Linked DNA regions of Zea mays: all the other regions are linked to region 2. Evidence: chromatin contacts called from public Hi-C data. All regions are on one chromosome and are shown on one strand. Each heading gives the region's core, a stretch centred on a gene start, on an enhancer-like site or on the middle of the called end of the contact. The rest is flanking DNA. Distances are from core to core; before and after follow the strand shown. Region 1 holds the start of LOC100284839. Region 2 holds the start of LOC103640814 (WD repeat-containing protein 48). Region 3 holds the start of LOC103640823 (long chain acyl-CoA synthetase 9, chloroplastic).

Region 1 (4,661 bases), core at 1,335-3,834, 990 kb after region 2:
GCTCATGAATAGATATCAAAGGGCATGACCGTAACGCCCCGCCTCGTAAGAGAAGCAGATAATCTGCCTAGTACTATGTGCCTTTTGTGCGAAGATTCTCACACTAGGGTTTGTGGATCAAGGCGTAGTCCTCCGCTTACTCGTGCAAGGTTGGAGTACACTGGGATAGGTTTTGGTTGAAACCTAACAAGTACCTCTGCCGAAAAGTAGTATATAAACAGTACGGGAGCTCAATGACATTGATCAGAAAATAAGAGTGAAAATGGTGGGGATTGCTGTTCATTTTGGGGTTTTCCCTTTATTTTCAATAATGAAAATATGAGAAATGAATTCAAAAAAAGAGAAGGGAGGCCAGCCGGGTGGGCCGCTACAAGGCCTGGTGGCCGAGCAGCCCACCGGCCAGCACGTCCCTAGGGCAGGCTGATGCCGCAGACGGCACGGGAGAGCGAGCAGCTCAGCCGCTGCTCGGGTGGCGGCGCTCAACTGCTTGGCGCTCGACCGATTTCCACGCCGCCCCTGCGCAACCTCCTCGAGGTCGGCTCCTTAAGATGGGCGGGCTATCCCCTGGCTGGGGGTCCCTGGCTCTTCCTCTGCTTCACTCGGCATACTGCTATTCTTCCTCCTCTCTCGTGGCTTGCTGACCCGATGACGAACTCTACCAGTTCGATCGTTCTCTGGTGTGCGTCTCACTGGTGAGCAAGCGGAAGAGGGAAGAGTTGCCTCTATGCTCGTCGAGTTTGGCATACCTGTGCTCTGTTGCCGGTATCGTGCACCTGTGTGGTGCTACAGTTCTTCTTTAGTCTCTGTCCATCGTGGCCTGGTGCTTGAGCTCCCTGCTGTGCGGTGTTCCTCTTCTCGGACTGGTGTCGTGGATGTCTCCCTCGGCTCCGACAGCGGCTCTAGTATCTCTGTCAACCTCCCACCGTGCAGGTCCGGACGTGGACGACAGAATTGGTTTTCTGGGATAGAACCTTGTGTTCGCTGAGCTGGTCTTCCCACGTAGACAATCTATGTGTTGTGAGTTATCCATTGACTCTCTTTATTTATTGAGTAATTTTGTGCAATTTGCTAGTATTATTTACTTGGGTGTGATTGCACAATTTGTGGGCGGATTTATGTGCTCGATGATGATAGCGGTGTAGTGAGACAAAGTGACAGTCTGAGTTTTAGTGTGTTGTTATTTTCAGCATTAAATATATATTTGTGCTTAGTTATATCTCTCTTTGTTGAGGTTGATTACCTGTGTTAAATTCTGTTATTTTATTTACTGCTCAGTTCTTTACTTTGGAATTCATGCTTGAATTCTAGGCTCATTATATTTGTTCTAAAACCCTAATTTGATAAGGTAGGACTGTCACGTTAGTCAAGGATCTCTGATCACCACTTAGCGTTGGAGGGCTGTTTAGTGCAGCAACCCGCTATTTTGAGAGCAATATTTTAATATAAACAATCATGTTTATGTGTTTAATCTGCCTTCTTCATCTACTTGCCATGTTTAATATTCAAATGAACTTGAGTAGCTATGTTACATGTTTTCATGTCCTAGAAATGCTACTGTTCATTGCTGTTATAATTACACATGTTATTTATCTGAGTTATATGCTTGTCTTATTCGAAATTAGAATATTTAATTTATTTAAATATTTTGGAAACATGTCACTTATTTCTCTAAAACTACAATAGGGACTTTATGCTTATCCAATGTCCGCCTCATTAGATTCCTAGGTATTTTATCATAGGCCTTTTCCAAGTCGATAAAAACCATGTGCAAGTCCTTCTTCTGCTCCTTATGTGGCTCCATGACCTGCCTTATTAAGAAAATTGCTTCCATGGTTGACCTTCCACACGTGAATCTAAATTTGTTCATGATGATATGCGTCATTCCTCTCAGGCGATGCTCAATAACTCTCTCCCATAGTTTCATAGTGTGGCTCATGAGCTTAATCACTTGATAGTTGGTACAACTTTGAATATCTCCCTTCTTCTTGAAGATTGATACTAATGTACTGCTCCACTCATCGGGCATCCTGTTTGATCGAAAAATATGGCTGAACAACATGGTTAGCCAAACGATAGCAATATCCCCAAGGCTGATGTGGCCATGTAGGCTGTAACTAAACATGTAACTTTTGAACTCATGTGAATATGTTAGATTATGGCTTGTGAGCGATTTGAGCTTATATCTTGTCTATATGTGACTATTTAAATGTGTAATTTGTTACTCTTTGTCGGGTGCTAATCTGGTATGGGTTACCCATCGGGTGTCAATATCCACTCGGGTACGGGTGTGGCTATACTTTCTACCCGTGGCCGGGTATGGATATTATGGCGGGTAGATTTTGTTTTTATGGGTATAAATATGAGTATGCAATACCCGATGGATAAGTACTCGTTGCCATCTCTAGATCTGACCCAGCTCAAATCTTGATACCCAATGGAGAAACCATGGCCTACTCTCGCTGGGTCCACGGGTCACGGAGGTTGCCACCATCCTGTCACGGAAGCCCATCTACCTATCGGCCCAGGAATGTGCCCGGGATGTGGGACGGGGTTTCACGAGGAGAACATACCAACGACATCCTCAGGAACCGTTGACGTGGCGCTCCTCCTCCGACGATTCGCTCCCTCCCTCGAGTTTCACCACTCCCTCCTCTCGCGGCCACGCACTCCCCCGCCTCCGCAACCTCTCACCGCCGGTCCCCGCCCTCCGACCCTCCACGCGCAAACAGCCCGCCTCCATCCACCAGGATCCCCGATGAGGTGAGGCCTGCTACCGATCTCTTTTCGTGCACGAATCCCATCTCGCCCCCCTCCCCTGGCCGGGGACTCCGATGCGGCGGGATCCCGTGGCCGTGCCTTTCGCGCGTGGAAGCCGGGAGCCGCGGAGAGAATGCGGACCAGCGGTGGTGCGTGCTTGCGACGGCGTTTCGGCGGCTGCGGGATCCGTTTCTAGCTTGGTTTCGTGTCCGTGTCCGAGGTATCGGGTCGTCGGTCGGGATTACGATTTGCGTGCCTCCAGCTGTGCTGTGATCCGGTGATCCTGAGCGGGGAAGTGATTGGTTCCCTGTTTTTATGGGATTTTGCTCCAATCGGAAGGGGGAACTGGGTGGGTATTGTGGGTGGTGTCATCCGGTCGTGGAAATTGCTCGTGCGCTGCGGTGGTAGGCCCTGAGGCCTGACCCACTTCTTGGTCATTTGCAGCTAGGAGAAGTGTTGATTTGGATATTCGTGGAGTGTGCAATGGTGGACTTTGTTCGACGGCTCGCCTCTGCCCTGCTCAAGTGCTGCGACCTTGACATACCCAATCGGCCAAAGGGCCTCGAGGACCCCGAACGCCTGGCTAGAGAAACTGTTTGTATGCTCTTTTTACTCTCGCTATGCTTGTTTTCATATCTGTTGCCGTTTATTCAGCAGTGGATTTTCATTATTCTGCAGTTAATGTGAATGAAATCGAGGCTCTGTATGAGCTGTTCAAGAAGATTAGCAGTGCTGTGGTTGATGATGGCTTGATTAACAAGGTTTGTAGGTTCTAAGCTCTTAGTGTGAAGTGGCAGTGAATGACAACTTTGTTTCCATGAAGTCATTGTGTCTGATCTCTCCTTGGAGCTTTGATGTATTATCTGCAGGATGAATTCCAATTAGCCTTGTTTAAGACCAACAGAAAGGATAGCATGTTTGCTGACCGGGTATGCCCACTGGATCCTTATATATATTTTGTCAGTGAAAATTTTGTTGTCATGAAACCAAAGCTCACTGCTGAAAACTTCATGGAATTCAGTCTGTTCTTGCCAAATATATTGTGTTTTTTTGCTATTTGTGTCACATTATTTTTCTAGTTGTGTTTTATGAAAGGATCAACAGTATAGTATTTGTTTTATGAACATTCACATTAATCACATTATGCCAAGCTGTCTAGAACAGTGATAGGACATCATAGACCCTGAGCCTTTTAAGCTTCAATCATATGCTTACACATATGTTTCTGTGGGCATGAGTTAAGCTGTTAACACATTTCAATGTTTCTGCATGTCCGATTAGTAGTTACCCACCTGCAATCATTGGAAGGGGGATGCTCAATGTGAACTGTCTTTTTGTTACAAATTCGCTATTTCTTTTGGAGTGACCTCAAATAAACACTAAGGTATCTTGTTTTCATTTCATTGACTTAGGTATTTGACTTGTTTGACACGAAACACAATGGAATTCTCGAGTTTGAGGAATTTGCTCGAGCCCTTTCTGTGTTCCATCCGAGTGCACCAATCGATGACAAAATTGATTGTGAGCCTTCTTTCTTAACTTTATTCATTCATTCATTTATTCTTGATTACGCTACATAAGTGACCGAATATCGAGTTATGGGTTTAATTTGTGATAATACTAATTCAAGATAAGACGATGAGTCAGTGCTTAATACATATCATGAAAACACTTCTGGACATGATAGGCAGCTGGGGTTGCAATGCATGTTATGGCCTTTCGAAGACTAAATAATGAACATTGTAAAAATTGAAATATACATTTCCTGCTGTGGTACATGGGTTAAATGGACTGCCACTTACTCCATTTTGTTGTGACTAGAAATAGTTTCTTTTGATTTTGTTTCTTTCTAAGGCTCTGTAGGGAGGGATAAGCTTTGTAGAGAGTATATTAGTGCGAGGCCT
Region 2 (4,969 bases), core at 1,440-3,939:
CAATACCTTCTCAGTGCCACCAGAGAGAAGAAGGGTTCCTGTATCATTCATCGCCAGTGCGTAAACTGAATCTTTGTGACCTTTGGCAGCTATTGGACTGTACCCATGTGATTGACCATTAGAGGAAGCAATATTGCTACTAGAATTTATGCTGCACAGTGTTGTCAAAGCAGGCCCGGAGTTTCCATTAGGAACCTCATCCTCTTTTGCATCCACAGATTTGGCTACAGGAGCAAGAGCAGCATCAAGGTCCCAAATGAAAACCTCACCACCAAGACCACCAGAGGCTACAATATTGCTCTACAATTCAAAGGCAAAAAAACTGTAAAAAATGAAAAGGCTAAAAATACCACAGAAAAGCACAAGTGTGGATAATATTACATTATTCTCAGCAGCAGCAAGACAAATCACGTAATCAGAATGCCGGCGGAGAGTCCTGGTACAGGCACCATCAGAGAAGCAATTCCACACCTGTGTAGTTAGGGAAATGAAACACATGCATGTTCAGCAAAATAATATTTAAGAAGAGAAAGTGTTAGACAACAAACCTTTATTGTAGTGTCTGAGGAGCAGGAAACAAGCTTGTCTCCAACTATAATGGCATCATTAACCTGCACAATAAAGAAAAAGCTTAAACAACATAAAACAATCAATGGTACTACTATTCAGTATTCCACTTACAGACAGAAACTAAATGTTAGTTTCAAACAAAAGTTATCTCCAAATAATAAATATAATGCCACCAGCTTTCCAAACTTCAAAGCATATTGGGAAACAGATAACTGCTAAGGCATATTAGGACACAGATAACTACTAATGCTAAAGCATGTGATTAGTATTCTTTCCAGCTCACGTTGTTTTTTTCTAAAAAAATAACAGTATAACACAGCATCAAACAAATAGGCCAAAGAAGAATAGAATCTGAAGTCTTTCTTTAACATTACCCTTCTGTCCACTTTTGTCGAATATGAAACTGTGGTGCTCTGATTTAAACATTGCAGCTAAGAACACGAAAAAGAAAAAAGAAAGAAGGGGCTGAAAATAATGGAAACCAACTTGAATATATCAATCTAAAATTCTAAACGTCTGTTAACATAATGAACTCAAAATGTCAATTAGAATGTTGATGCTAAAATATATGGACACTAGAAATGTGCTAAGCTTTGGATCCAAATAATAGACCACAGACACCATGTTAAACATAAACATAACTAATTTATAAACATAATGGATATTTAAAGCACTGATTGATGAAACAGTAAGCCTAATTATTAAAAACAGAAAAAAGCATACCCAATCAACATGAGACTCGAAAGTTCCTGAGAAGCTTGCATCCCCATTATTTAATTCCCATCTTTTCAAGGTACCATCACGGCTCCCGCTAAAAAGATGATCACTTGTACTAAATATGGAACCATCTAGATAAGCCAAGCAATTGATCCCCGCACAATGCTGAAAAACAAACAGAAATGAATGCATTATCATCGCCATTGAGTGGAATATGAATTGTTTCGAATGTATATAGAGTACCTAGGAAAAGCTAGATCTAAAGGGAAAAACTGAAAGAGCTAGCTTATTTAATATAAACATACCTTTTTATCATCAGCATCATTGAGTACATATGTGAAGCGCTTCTCTTTTCTCGGTCGAGTCGAGCCAGCTGTGTTACCAGCACTCCCAACACGATGCATTGAAGGAACTTATCTAAACTCGAGCGGCAAAACCTGCAAAGCAGTGATAAATATTTTGTAAGGGCGCTAGAATCACAAAATAGCTAGTATGGTCCATCATAGCGCAAGAAGAAATAGCTTTCAGCAAGTATCTAATCAGAAAATTTGTGCATAGATACACTAAGGTCCAACATCTAGTAGTGCTATGCTGCAGATCATGTGACCACCCTTCACGTGACACGCGTGACCGCCCTTCGTGTGAAAGGCGGCAATTCAGAGATCAAAATAACGGAAGGTAGACACTCTGGGCCTCCCTTAGACCCATACATTATAAAAACACTTAATGCCAAAAACAACATTTCCTAAAATCTTATCAGCTGAAAACTTCACGCATGTATCCAAACAAGCCATAAACTACCGAATTGGGAGCATCTGTTCGATGAGCAGTTCAACGCAAAACGCACATCAATCTATAAGTCTGTGCCTATAATACTGTCATTCACAGCTAGAGAACAAGGTCAAAATTCTACATCCGCTGCAACACCGGACCACACGTGCCGCCCGAGCAGAGAGCCGGGCACGACCTAAAACAGACTCGGCACCGATCAAGCCATTAATCGGTAACAGTGGAGGAGGAGCGATCAGTTGTTAGAGCTGAACTAAGCAGCGTGACCACGGTACGCGATCCGCAGCAATCAGCAATCGATCGTCACCTGGGATCGAGCGACGTGCGGCGATCGGCGGCGTGCCGGCGTCGGGACGCGGCCGCGGCCAGCGCGGAGGCACAGATCTAGGGTTTAAGCGCCACGGCGCGGCCGAGGGCCCCGTGGCACCGGGAGAGGCGGGGCGGGCGGCGGCGAAGTGAGCGACCTCCGTGAGACGATGGAAGCAGATGGGCGGATGCGAAGCGGCGGCGGTGGGAGTTGCCCGCTGCGAGGGGCGAACGCGACGCGGCAGGAGAGGACCGGGGTGGAGGAGCCGAGGAAGACAGGTGGGTGTCGTGTAGTTAGCTATGACTGGGTGGGCCGGGCCGTGGACACTTGAGTGACGTCACTTCAGTAGCGGGCCGGGTTTGGTGGGTGTGCGCGGGCCGGTGCTGCGATCTGCTAAAATCGCGGGGTCCCGTAGCTACCTGCTTTTGGTTCGTGTCCTACCCGCTTCTTTCGGAAAAATAATAAATTAATTAACTTGATTTGTTCCCAAAATACGAACTTTAGCCACCGACTTTTATAATGAAATAATATAAATATTTAATAGAACTCTAATACTCCCTCTGTTCAATATGACGTCGTTGACTTTTTAAAAAAACTTTGATCACTCATCTTATTCAAAAAATAATAAGTTATCATTTTTTGTGATTTGTTTTATCACTTAAGATAATTTGTGCTTACTTGAAGTTTTACATTATTGAGTAAATATTTTGAATAAAACGAGTGGTCAAAGTTTTCGAAAAAGTTCAATTGTGTCATATATTTGTGAATGTAGGTAGTATATAGAGGGCGTGCATTTTCTTCGGTCATAGCTACCTGATCAATATATTAAAAGGCGACCTGTTGGACACCAAAATGAGCGGACGGTCCGGCCCTTGGGCCCGGTGTCGGTGTTTTGGGTCCGACCGCACACCCGGGGTTGCCCCTCAAGGTGTTTTTAGGAGTAGGACGGTGTCAACGACTGTAGCAAAATGGTTCGTGCCGATCGCACGAGAGACAGTGGACAAGATTTACAGGTTCGGGCCGCTTAGAGATGCGTAACACCCTACGTCCTGGTGAGTATACGAGCGTGGTTACAAGAGGGCTCTCTGGATTGAAGGCACAGAGAGTTTACGTGGGTGGCTAAGTAAGATAGGGTCGATCGTTCTGAAGGGGTGCCCCCTAGGCCTTATATATTCGACCGTGGGGCAACACATGTGGGTATGATAACAACAAGTAACTAAAAGATAGTGAACCTCTCGAGTTTATCCTGCGTGATCCTCGCCGACTTATCCTCGCACGGCTCCGCTGCATGGGGGCTCCCGCGCGGGAAAATCGGGTCTCTGTTGCGATCATTCGCTCGACGATGTGGGCCGCTCGGGTTTGCACCAATCGGCCTCATGTCGTTCCCCCTTGCTGGTTGTTCCACCCCAGGCCCACGAAAGAATGACCTTACGAGTTATTGGGCCCTTGGGCCTTTCGTGAGGTCTTTTATTCCTTTAGTGGACCTAGGGGATATCTATCCCACTACACCAAAATAGTGAACTTCCTAGAGCCTAAACCCTAGGAAGTTAGCCCTAAACTCTAGGAAGTTAGCTAAACTCTCGGAAGTAAAGCCATCCCGTCGAAAGTTTGGCTCTCGAAATTTTTTTTGTCGGAAGTTAGCTTAACTTCCTAGAGCCCTCTAGGAAGTTAGCTAACTTCCTACAGCCAAATGAGCCTCTCGGAAGTTAGTAGGTTCTCGGAAGTTAGTAGCTTCACGCTGTCAGCGCCGTCAGCTCACTAACTTCCTATGACTAACTTCCTACGGCTGACTGTAGCCCCTAGGAAGTTAGCTGGCTAACTTCCTACGACCCAGTTGGCATCTAGGAAGTTAATTTGACCAGCATTACAAATGTTGTTTATTTTTATTTTACACCACATTCCACAACATAACAAATATATCAATACTATATAGCACAACATATTTTCACATAAAACATCTCACACACAATCACATAACAATATTTGAATCCATAGTCTCATCAATTACATCATAAAAGTCTCATCCATAGTCATAATAAGACACATCTCATCCAGTACTAATAAGAGACAATATCTCATATATAGTCATAATGAAAGTCTCAAGTATCACAATACATAACATGGAAGCTCACGATCGCCGACCGCCATCGGGGTACTGTGACGAGTGATGGTCGATACCTCCACTAGCGAAGAGGGTTTCGACAAAGTCTAACATGTCTTCTGGTTCATGCGTCAGCAAGGTAGTGGAGGGGTCTAATATACATGTACAAATGATATTTGCTGAGTTACATCATAATATAACTAACAACAAGTAAATGATGATGAATTTACACACCTGATGTTCGGTAGGTAAAGAACATGCATCTCAGCACAAGATAAAGACCTCAAGTACGATTCTTCAAGTATTCCTCAATCATAAAAAGCACAAACAGCAGTGTTTGGTATCCCTGTGTCCAGTGCAGCTTGCCTTGCAGGAGCTTGTCTCAAATTAGCACTGAAGATGTTTCCAAAAGCAAACCTCCTGCGCAAAACAATTCCATTTAAACAAGACTATAAGCTTGAAAGTAGGAAGGGAGCACACTTAGC
Region 3 (4,534 bases), core at 1,386-3,885, 680 kb before region 2:
GCGTGCTGTTGTTCTACCCACGCTATAAAGCATCCCGCACAACACTTCCCTCATGGTCGTCTGCTCGCTTGGTCCTAGCATTTCCTAGTGGTGATTTCCTCCTCTTGGTTTCTTTCTTACCCTCATGGTCTAGGTAGAAATCTGTTCGTTGATTTATCCCTACCTCAACAACAACCACCTCTCAACTATTGTTATTTCCTATTCGAAATGATCATTGGTTCTAAAATCTTGGACGATAGGCATGGACAGCTGCTATGCTACAATGCAGTGAATGCACTGCATTTTTAATAGTCTGTTTATGTGACTTGTATCTCTCCAAAATGTCTGTTGTACGGGCTAACGTCATGATGTTTTTTTCCTGAATTTTCCAGAACTGTGTCAACAGAAAACGATTTGATTATGATTATCCATGTGACATTTTTTTATCTTGTTGGGTTGATACAAACTTTGTGATTTATATAGATTATTATTTTGCTGTGTTGGTTTCAAGTCATGTATGCTACAAGGCGTCATCTATCCTGTTGGTGGATTATAGTGGTTCTGTTCTAACGAGCAAAGGAGCAGAGTAGTATTCTGTTCCACCATGTGCAGCTTCCCTGGGCCATTCGGTTCCAAAGAGCAAAAGGGAATTCCACTGTGCAGGGATATCTCTCCCGGGCTCTAGCTGTCCATGGAATCCTACAGCGTGGGGGTTTTATCCCTGGATTAATTACTATCGGCTGCCAAACTAACCCTAAGTGGTGTAGGAAATCATCTATAAGCTGAATAACAAATTAACAATTCAGCCTGTAGATATTTTAACACAAGTCTCAGTGGTGCATGTCACTTAGTAACCTACAATTATAAGTAATCCGGTCCAGGGAACTGAGAATTTGCATAGTCCAGGCATAGTTCACACTCCAAATATGTATTTCTGCATTAGATGCATCCCAGATATGAAGTGGCTGGTTCCTTCAATTTACTGAAGAAACATGTGGCAGTCGCATGTGAAGAGAAATAAAGCCCACAAATCGGTCTATAAATCTATCTGTAAAATGACAGGGTAAAAAAGAATACCTGCAACCCAATCTGCCACTCAGCCCGTGTCTCAGCAAAAATAGCAACACGTTCATTCTTCTGGTGACCTACTCTAATTAGTCCAGATGAAAAGTTGCAAACGCTCTTGAAGCACTCTGCATAACACTTCCACTCATACTCGCCCAGATGCAGCTTCTCAAACGATCTCCCACCAGGTGCTGCTTCAGTTTCCCTTGAAATGAGCTTCCTTGTGCCAAGGAGTGGCATGTATACATACTCTTTGCAAGATTGCTCAAACAGATCAGCAAGTGTGGACACCCCCTCCCAGTGTGTCTCAACAGGTTGTTCAAAACGATAGTTACGGACTGCATATCCAGGCTCCCCACCAACCTCAACTGGCACTCCCCTCATCCTTTGGGCCTTTCTCCTCTTGCGGAGCAGCAGGGAGACCGCGACGGGGACAAGAATCCCAACAAAGTAAGGATTCATACTTCTGCACTGGTCAACCCTATAGCTATACTTGCTTGCAGCAGGTGAACTAACAGATCCACATGCCCTGAGGCAAAAACCTGCAGATAAGTATTACAGTGAGAAGTTTTCAAGGTTTCAGGTCTAGGTTGCGATATCAAAGTGACTTTGTAAAGAAGAGGTGAAGTGCACGATTAGTCATGTTATCTGACCTGGTGAACAGAGTAAGCGCACCCACTCCACTTAGGGACAGAAAATGGACCGATTGACTTTACACCATTATATCCAATACAGTAAAGTCAAGTAGTGCAGTCTGTATAGCTATTCATTTATACCTTCTAATACAGCTTTCCCCTGTATGCATTTAATACTCATACTCTCATTGTCATTATAGAATTGAACTTAACACAAGCATCCCTCCTGCTTTGTTACGGGTTACCCAAAAGTTAGTGGGCAGTGATAAAAGTTACTGGACAAGTTTTTGAAAAAGGAAAGGAAAGATAAGGAAAGAATAGTTGGAATGGTACTATTTTTAAAACTAAAAAAACGGTTGGAGTCAAGTGGAACAAGCTTCTTTCGACAGTACTTGCGAAGTGCTACATCACCGACTATAGTGCATACGTACTTGTTCTCCCTCCTCCATCTCCTCCACTCCTGGTTTTATATTAAATATATACAACTGTCTCAGCTCATGACATAGCATGCTAATTCAGTAGTAATTTCTGAGAGAATTACAGAGCACAGGCACAGGCACAGGCACGGCGCAGTAAACATGGAACAATTATACAAAGCATTAGCAACGAGTAATGAGACCCCACGAGTTCCCCCGAGAGTGATTCAGATCGCGCCCAGGCCGCCGTCACTACCCCCAACCGGCCAACCCCCGTCCACCTGGACAGCGCACTTCCACACCGCGACGACAACAATGAGAGAGGGAGAAGGAGCGGTGGCACCGAACCTTCCGGGGACGACGGCGGAGAACGCGCGGGCGGGGCGGGGCGGCGGCAGGGCGAGTCAGCGAGGTTTACGCCTCGTCAGACCTCAGTCGTCAGTCGTCACACATTCCGGTTTGGTTCTCTCGCCAGTCGCCACTTATGTCGCTCTCGCCTGCTGGCGGCTGCGGCTGGCTTTCCGCTCCATCAGGCCCCATCGAATCCAATCCCTTCCTTAGCGGATAAGCGGGCTATAGAGCCCGGCCTGAAAGCGTACATAATGGGCCGCATTTTGCAGCCCGCTTTGCCAATTTCAAGTTCTAATCTATTCTATAAAAAATGAAAAAATATATAAATATGTAGAATTAAAAAATATTAGAAATGTTTATATATATTTACCTATAATAAATTTAAATTTAACTTTAATATATTAATAGAGTAAATAATAAGGTATATCTATTTTTTAAAAATATATAATTTCTTCCAGAAAATTTATAACTTTTGATAGTTTGATTATACTGGTTAGATCATTTTTGCCTATACATTTATAAAACAGTACACCACATATACACATATACTCGACCGACTGAATGTCAGAGGGTAATCTCTCCGTTGAAATTATAATGGTTATTTCGTTGTTAGGATTGCCTTTAATAACAGCTACTCTAGTGATACATAATTTTGATGACACAAAATTGGTACCATGACATTCGTATTAAATTCAAAAACACTTTCTCCTGCCAATATCCCCTCTCTTCATTCTTGGCACACAACCACACCCCCAAAAGAATGTTACTGAAGAGTGAAGACAACCCCCGCTATCTTTTCTGTTTAAAAATCGAAAATGGTACAATAATTTAGCGCGTAATGTATACGTTACACACTGGGTAGATGCTATATAAGATTCAAATGTTACAATAAGCTTTTGGTGCCTACAGCACCTTATGGCGGGTTGGAGAAATTGAGGGCATCAAACTAGTGTGGTGCTAAAACTAATTAATGGTTGAACCAAAAACTTCATCCGGAGGCAACCGCAGGTCTTTCCCGGTCTGCGCACTCCTCTTTATCGAACTCATCTATCAGCTCCCTCTGCCTTTGCGTCACATCCCTGGAAACAGGAAAATCATCGTGATTACCTCAATTCTTTGAATAATAAAATAGAAATGAAGATCTGCTGCAGGTGAAGAGGCATACGTCGGAACCCTGATATTGAAGTGTACATACTGATTCCCAAACACTGGCGAGTTCCTCGCTTTTATTCCTGAAAAGTATATAAAATGTTAATTACAATACTATCAATTCAACAAAAGAATAGAAAAACTAATATTTACTGTCCAATATCTTCTCTTTCACCAGTTATCAAGGGGCAAAAGGCCAGAGTGAATGCTGAACTAATCAAAGAATCCATTAAAAAAGGGTTTTGTTGTAACTCTAGTAACCGACCTTTGCCCCGGAGGACGACCTTCTCTCCAGGTTGGGTACCTTGACGAACCTGGACAAATAATACGACAAGCAAGGTAACCTTTAAGAAATCATGCAACAAGAATTTGAAAATTCAGAAGAGTGAAGAATGCATACCTTGACTGTAACATTTCCAGTGAGGGTTGGTACCGTGACAGTTCCACCTAGGACAGCCTGTAAACGAAGCAGTTTTACTAATTTAGAATTTAGAGCTTCTCATCATCTAAGGAAAGGATACTTTAGACAACAATAATCCAAAGAGTGCACCAAAGTCCGCACTCAAGAACATTGTCATTGCATGCATATGTGCGCACAATCAGGGCAGCCTGCCACCGTTGAAGTAGGATCGCAATTCACACCCACACCCACCTATCACCATCACACCTTGCCCTATATATGGATACAAACCTCTGACCAGCAGGCCTACATGCTCGTTCCTTCCACCACAGTGATCTGGACTAGTGCACACTCACCATTGTCATACCCGGTGCTTGTGAGTTTGTCCATCAGTGTCCTACACCCTGCCTGGGCATGTCTGGCCCTGTCTACTTGCACTTGCTGTCACCCTACTCACATGTTGCCCCAGTAATATGCCCATTTAACGTCAACATATATACAGTGATCACTACAGATCAAGAGTGATGATGTGATACACT

The links. Hi-C and Micro-C count contacts between places; a contact is called where the count stands out from the background.
Region 1: a contact with region 2 is called in a Hi-C map of tassel, with 7 times the contacts expected there. The contact joins the promoter of LOC100284839 here to the promoter of LOC103640814 in region 2. A contact is called at or near these places in 2 of 25 Hi-C or Micro-C datasets (endosperm and tassel).
Region 3: a contact with region 2 is called in a Hi-C map of leaf, with 8 times the contacts expected there. The contact joins the promoter of LOC103640823 here to the promoter of LOC103640814 in region 2. A contact is called at or near these places in 2 of 25 Hi-C or Micro-C datasets (leaf and tassel).

What each region holds. Positions count from the first base shown.
Region 1 is chr10:7,533,922-7,538,582 of Zm-B73-REFERENCE-NAM-5.0, reverse strand. LOC100284839 reads left to right here and starts at 2,584. Exons shown (of 9, transcript NM_001157734.2): 1 at 2,584-2,760; 2 at 3,202-3,355; 3 at 3,436-3,518; 4 at 3,627-3,686; 5 at 4,170-4,278. The coding sequence starts at 3,241.
Region 2 is chr10:8,525,001-8,529,969 of Zm-B73-REFERENCE-NAM-5.0, reverse strand. LOC103640814 (WD repeat-containing protein 48) reads right to left here and starts at 2,689. Exons shown (of 18, transcript XR_004853109.1): 1 at 2,384-2,689; 2 at 1,593-1,724; 3 at 1,294-1,452; 4 at 549-611; 5 at 382-471; 6 at 7-300.
Region 3 is chr10:9,205,267-9,209,800 of Zm-B73-REFERENCE-NAM-5.0, reverse strand. LOC103640823 (long chain acyl-CoA synthetase 9, chloroplastic) reads right to left here and starts at 2,635. Exons shown (of 12, transcript XM_008664290.3): 1 at 2,444-2,635; 2 at 1,057-1,586. The coding sequence starts at 1,506. LOC100304399 reads right to left here. Exons shown (of 18, transcript NM_001165835.1): 15 at 3,996-4,052; 16 at 3,861-3,909; 17 at 3,612-3,678; 18 at 3,222-3,525. The coding sequence ends at 3,435.